2 separate regions of the Cricetulus griseus genome follow, and region 1 is linked to region 2. Evidence: chromatin contacts called from public Hi-C data. All regions are on one chromosome and are shown on one strand. The core of a region is the stretch at or near the end of the contact, and the rest is flanking DNA. Distances in the headings are between cores, read along the strand shown. Region 1 holds the start of Klf10 (Krueppel-like factor 10). Region 2 has its middle 68 kb from the start of Klf10.

What was found. A called contact is a pair of places that touch in the nucleus more often than the background predicts.
Region 1: a Hi-C map of fibroblasts shows a contact between it and region 2, with 2.5 times the contacts expected there. The contact joins the promoter of Klf10 here to the enhancer-like site in region 2. A contact is called at or near these places in 3 of 8 Hi-C or Micro-C datasets (the CHK-Q cell line, the CHO-K1 cell line and fibroblasts).

The regions. Positions count from the first base shown.
Region 1 is chr10:13,386,900-13,389,814 of CriGri-PICRH-1.0, reverse strand. It overlaps Klf10 (Krueppel-like factor 10), which reads right to left and starts at 1,617. Exons shown (of 4, transcript XM_027431369.2): 1 at 1,445-1,617. The coding sequence starts at 1,480.
Region 2 is chr10:13,318,707-13,321,406 of CriGri-PICRH-1.0, reverse strand. No RefSeq gene overlaps it. Among named protein-coding and RNA genes, the nearest start is that of Klf10, 68 kb to the left of the region's middle. Within about 2 kb of position 1,271, at least 3 of the 6 cell types and tissues checked have open chromatin away from gene starts, as enhancers often do. A contact at or near this core is called in fibroblasts, where this site is marked.

The DNA.
Region 1 (2,915 bases), core at 368-2,867, 68 kb before region 2:
GGCCCGGGGCGGGGGCGCAGGGGGGAGGGGCGCGAGGCATGTGTGAACAAAGCGTGATCAGCGGCTGCTCGGGCCGGCGCAGGAAACGTGACCTGGGGATTGCCGCGCCGTCACCTTTCCCCTACTTCCTGAGCGGCCCGCCCCCCCCCCCCCGCCCGCCCTCCCGCTCGGCTCGCCCTCCCTGCTCGCCTCCCGCCGCCTGCCGGGGAGGGGGGGCCGCGGGCGCCGCCACCGCCAACCGCTCGCCAGTGCGCACCGGGCGGCGCCCGCCCCTTCCACCTCCCCCGAGCCGCGGTTCCCTTAGGAACCGACAGCGGGGCCGGGCTCGCTCCCGCCCCTGCCTCTGCCCCTGCCTGGCGGAGGCCGCGGCCGGGTCACCCGGGGACGAGGAGCTCCCGGGGTGCACCCTCTCGCCGCCCAGCCCGGCCTCCAGCTGCGGGAGGGAGGGAGAGAGGAGGAGCCGCCGCCGGGTCCCCGCGGAAGCCCAGCCGCCGCCGCCCTCCTCCCGGGAGCGGCTGCTCGCCCGCTCGCCCGGTGCGCTCCGCCCACCCTGCCCCCCGGGACCTCGTTCCACCCGCGTCCCCTGCGCCCCCCTCGCCGCCTCTTCCCGGCCCGGGCGAGCCGTGTTCTCCGCAGGCTCCCAGACGTGCGGCGCCCACGGGCTCCGCGGCTCCCGTCTCGACAACGCGCGCGCGCGCGCGGCCCCCGCGTCTCGCGGTCCCCGCTCCCTCGCCCAGCTGTCGGCGGGGCCCTGTCCCCCACCCCCACCCCACCCCGTGTCGGGGAGTCATCCACAGGCGTCCACCTGCCTCTCCAGCCCGGGATGGGGGGTCCCCTCCCGACGCCCGCTCGCCGGGGGTGCCATCCATCTATGCATGCATGCATCCATCCATCCATCCCCCGCGCCCCACCGCCGGCCAGACAGACAGCCGTCCCCTCCCCCCAGCCCGGGCCAGCCCAGCCGTGCGGTCCCCACCTGGCAGCGCGCGCCCACCCGCCCATCCCGCTCCCTCCCCGACGAGCAGGCGCCCGCCCCCCGGGCAGCAGACGGCTCCTGCGCTCCCGGTGCAGACGGGGGCATCTCCCGCCAGTGCCAGGTGCAGGGCGCCCCCCGGGGAGGCTGCAGCAACCCCTCCACCTCCCGCTTGCTCTCCTGCTCGCCCGGGTGTCCCCGAGACACCCTCCCCCCCTTTTCCTTGTCCCCTGGACACCCAGGCTGGCACAGGATCGCCTGCTCTGGTCCAGGTCCCCCCTCCTGCGCACATGCCCTCGATGGCCTCCCCAGACTGCAGGCAGGACACCCTGGCAAGTCCCCGCTGCTGCAGCCGGGGTCCTCAGGCGTGGCTGATGCGGGGACTCGGGCTTCGCGCCCCCCACCCACCTACCCACCCACGGCTGGCTCGGCGACCCTGGGCGGGAGGGCGAGCATCCCCAGGTGACTCACCGATGCTTGCTGGAGAGAGGCGCCGAAGTTGAGCATGGCTGGGTGGGTGGCGGGCGAGGCGCCTGCGAGCTGAGCTGCTGCCGGCTGCCTGGGCACAGACGGCGGGCGAGCGCACCGAGACTCGAGACGTCGACGCCGCCGCGCTCCGCGCCGTCTGCCCCCCTCCCCATTCAGGTAGCCGCTCTGCCTGCCCCGCGCCGCGGGGCGGGGGCGGGGGCCGGGGGCGGGGCCTGGCCCCGGCCAATCAGCGGCAAAGGTGTGTGAGGCTGCAGCCAATGGGCTCTCGGGGCCACGCGTGATCAGCGGCTGCCCGGCGGCAGGAGGCTCTGTCAGCCGAGCGTGTACACAACCCCCGGGGCGCCGCGCCCTCCCCCGGGGAACTCCCGGGACCACCTGACTCCGGGACGCCCCTCGCCCACCCCCACCCCACCCCCCCCCCGGCTTCCCGTCCCGACCGGGCGCGCCGGGGCGGCCGCCGCGCGGCGGGGACATCACAGGGGGGCGCGGTGGCGGCGGGAGGCATCCAGGCTTTGGGGAGAGCCCACGTGGGGGGTGGGGAGGGGGAGGGAAGCCCGCCCCGCCCTGTCCCCTTCGCGCCCGCCAGGGAGTGGGCGGGACCCCGGGCGAGCCGGGGAGGCGGGGGCTGCGAGCGCGGGGCTGAGCCCGGAGACTGCCTCTGGCAGGCAGCGCGGTCCTCGTGGGTCTGGCGTGGCGGGAGAGCCGCCGGGTGGATCGCACCGAGCGGGCGGGAGAGCCAGGGCGAGCCGCCGGGTGGACCGCACCGAGCGGGCGGGAGAATCAGGGCGAGCCGCCGTGGGGGAAATCGCACCGAGCCGGGTGGACCAGGGCGAGCCGCCGGCTGGACCGAACCGAGCGGCGGGAGAACCAGGGCGAGCCGCCGGTGGGGGAGGGGGCTGTCACGGAGCAGACACCTGCTCGCACTCCACGCCCACGCCCAGGCGGCTGGCGCTAGCTCGCCCTCCCATCTGCGGCACAGGCACCGGCGGGGCGTCCCCTCCCGTCCTTCCTCAGGGGCGCCCGCGGCGGGGGGGGGGGCACCCGGGAAGCTCGTCCCACAGGACTCGCGGGGTGTCCCGGTGCCCCAGACCCGAGCGCTCGGTGGCAGGGTCGAGTTTGAGCTGGGTGCCTTTAGGAGTTTAAAATAGAGCGTGCGAGCCCTTTCCGAGGCGTGTCCGGGGGTGGGGCTCTTGCCCCGGCCCCCACCCCTCCCTCCCGGGGTCGGGGGCAGGGAAGCCGCCCCGGGCAGCAGCTGGGGAGGGGGGGTACTGTGGGCTCCGGGCCCGGGGCTCCTCCTGGGCCCCCACCCCGCCCTCCTTGACCGTTGTGCGGGTTCGGGGTAGCTGTTGGAGCCGGAGGCAGCGATAGCGGGGCTTAAAGCAAACTAGAGATTTTCATCTCCTCTCCTGGGCAGGCGGCGGGGTCGTGAGAGCAAAGTCTCAGCGCGCCCCCC
Region 2 (2,700 bases), core at 22-2,521:
TCCTCCTTGCAGCGACAGAACAAAAGTAGCTAAGACAGCCTCCTTCCCAGCCCCACACTGTCCTCAAATAATTCAAATTCATCTGTCATTTAAGACCCTTAATGCAATCACACATCCACACATGTCACATCCATAGATTCTATCTGTTAGGATGCTGGGCCCAACTCGACCTGCCACGCCCTGTGACAGGATCTGGGTTTAAATGCATTGTCCTCAAGGAAGCTGTCCCTGGCTTGTGGGGGGCTCCCACGGCATCTTCTCTCTCCCTCACACAGCTTGCCACAGTGCCGTGTTAACTCTAGCTTGGACAGCCGTGTGAGCCGTGTCAGGCGTGTGGTGGACACTTCCTTTCCATTTGTAGTCACAGCCCCGATCAGAGTCTGTCACCGAGTCAGAGCTCAGGAGAGCATTTGCCACACAAATGGAGGAGCAAATGAACGAACCTGCCAGGGGTCGCGGCAAGGATTTGAACTTGGGCAGCCTTTTGCAGAGCTATATTCTAAGCTGGCTTGGGCTCAGGAGCATAGAGAAGCCTCCCCTGGGAGGCACCGTCAGGTGTTGGGAGGAGATTCAACGTTTGCAGAACCAACAGTCTCAAATCCTGTGGCTTAGGACACCGTGCTTGGCGAGGATGCGTGGACGGTTTTGGCAACGCGCGTGGGCGCGAGAGCAGCTGCAGCGGGGAGGCGGAGGGCGAGCAGGGGACCCGGTGGGCACGCACAGAAAGGAAGAGAACTTCAAGGGCAGCCCTCAGGCACACCCACGGGGGAAGCTGGGAGAAGAAGATGCCAGGGAGGAAACGAGCTGTCAGAGCCCGGGGGAGAGGAGGAGACGTGGGAAAGTGCAGCGTCATGGAAACGGGAGAGGGAGCCGGTCCATCTCCTGGAAGAGGCAGCGGCAGGGGCCGGGCGGGAGGGCGGAGCAGGAGGTGGGAGGCCCAGGGCCACCTGTCCTGCCGGGAGGCCCAGGGCCACCTGTCCTGCTGGGAAGGCCTCGTCTTGACCTCTCACAGTTGAGGGCGAGCTCAGTAAACTTCACGGAGAGTTAGAAGCCGAGGGGGAGGCTGAGTGGGCGCTGCACGGCTCCAGGAGGAAATGCAAGGAGACCACACATTTCCGGATTTGGCAGAGAAGAAGAGGGATGGGGGGGGGGTGGCGCGGTGAGGACATGGGAGATGCTCGCGTGGGCTGGCAGGCGCCTGGGAAGAGCCTGGGAGGAAGCAGCCGAGAATCAGAAGGAGGGCAGGTCGTGGGCGAGCGTGCACCAGGCCGGGCAGGAGCTGGTGATGAGTCAGCATTCAGCAAACCCAGTCTCAGAGAGCCGGGAGGTGCCTGTTGGGGAGCCTGAGCCCAGCTTCCTTCCGGGGGTGGGGGTCTTAGCCCAGCTTCCTTCCTCCCAGTTCACACTGGGGTTACCTTGGGGAGGAGAGGATGCTTAGGGCTGGGGCTCAGGCTGCTGAGTGCAGATGCACCGGCGAGCCTCCTGCTAGAGTCCACTTGAAAGGCCCTTATGCCCTCTGTGCTCTGGGGGCATCTCGCAGACTCAGAACTGGACCTGGAGTCCACCACTAAGGGGCTCCACGGGGAAGCGCAATTCTCCAAAAGGTTCTAGTCCTGTCTTCGTACCCCAGGAGAGGATGCGAGCCCGCTTTGGTGTTTTGGAACTCTCTGGCATCCAAGAAGTCTATGAGCGAGCCAGCCAGCGCCCGTGGGAAGGAGGAGGAAGCGTGGTTAACAGGGCCTAGGGATGTAGCTCCGTTGGCAGTGTGCTTGCCTAGCATGGGCCAAAGCACGACTTAGGGTGTGGCGGCTCACACCTGTGGGCCGCAGCAGGCAGAGGAGGCGAGAGGAGCAGACGGTCCACGGATGGCATTCCCAGCTGCACAGCAACTATGAGGCTAGCCTGGGTTACTTCGTGAGACCTTGTCTCTAAATAAATAGATACGTGTTTAAGAAGTGGGTTTTTTTTTGTTTTGTTAGGTTTTAAAGGCCATAAGCAAGACTGAATAATGGGAAAATATGGTTGGAATGCATACACTGTGTGCGCGCCTGAAAACGTTATAACGAAGCCCGTTACTATGTATAACTAACTATGCTAACAGAACATTTTTATAAAGGAAACTACTAAGAACTACCAAAGGAACCTCTGATATAGAAAGCTAATTTTCTTATTTGTTTGTTTATTTACGGGGTGTCGTAGAAGTCCGAGGACAGCATATTACAGTACATGCTTTCCTTCCCTGGGAGTTCCGGGGGTTGAACTTGGGTCTTCATGTTTGGTGGCAAGCACCTGTATCCACTAAGCCATCTTGCCGGCCCTCTGTCTCTCTCTTACCATACACAGTTATTGCCGTGTTACAATCACAGTCTACAGGTGGCATTGTTTGATACAGGTGACAAAGGAACACATTCGAGAAAATAGCGTTGGGAAATGTGTGAGAAACTGATGCGTGACTGGGAAGTGTCTGACGTTACCACCCGGTGTCGGCCACAGTAGCCACCCTGCCCTGGGACTGGTTGGTTCCTCTCACAGTGGAAGATGCTCTGTTTTAACAGGTGATGGAAATAATAAAGAAGACAACTTGTGTTCATCCCTGGATTCTTTTTTTTTTTTTTTTTTTTAATCTTTGTGTCGGGGGCTGGAGAGGTGGTTCTGCAGTCAAGAACACTTGTTGCTCTTGTAGAGGACCTGGGTTTAGTC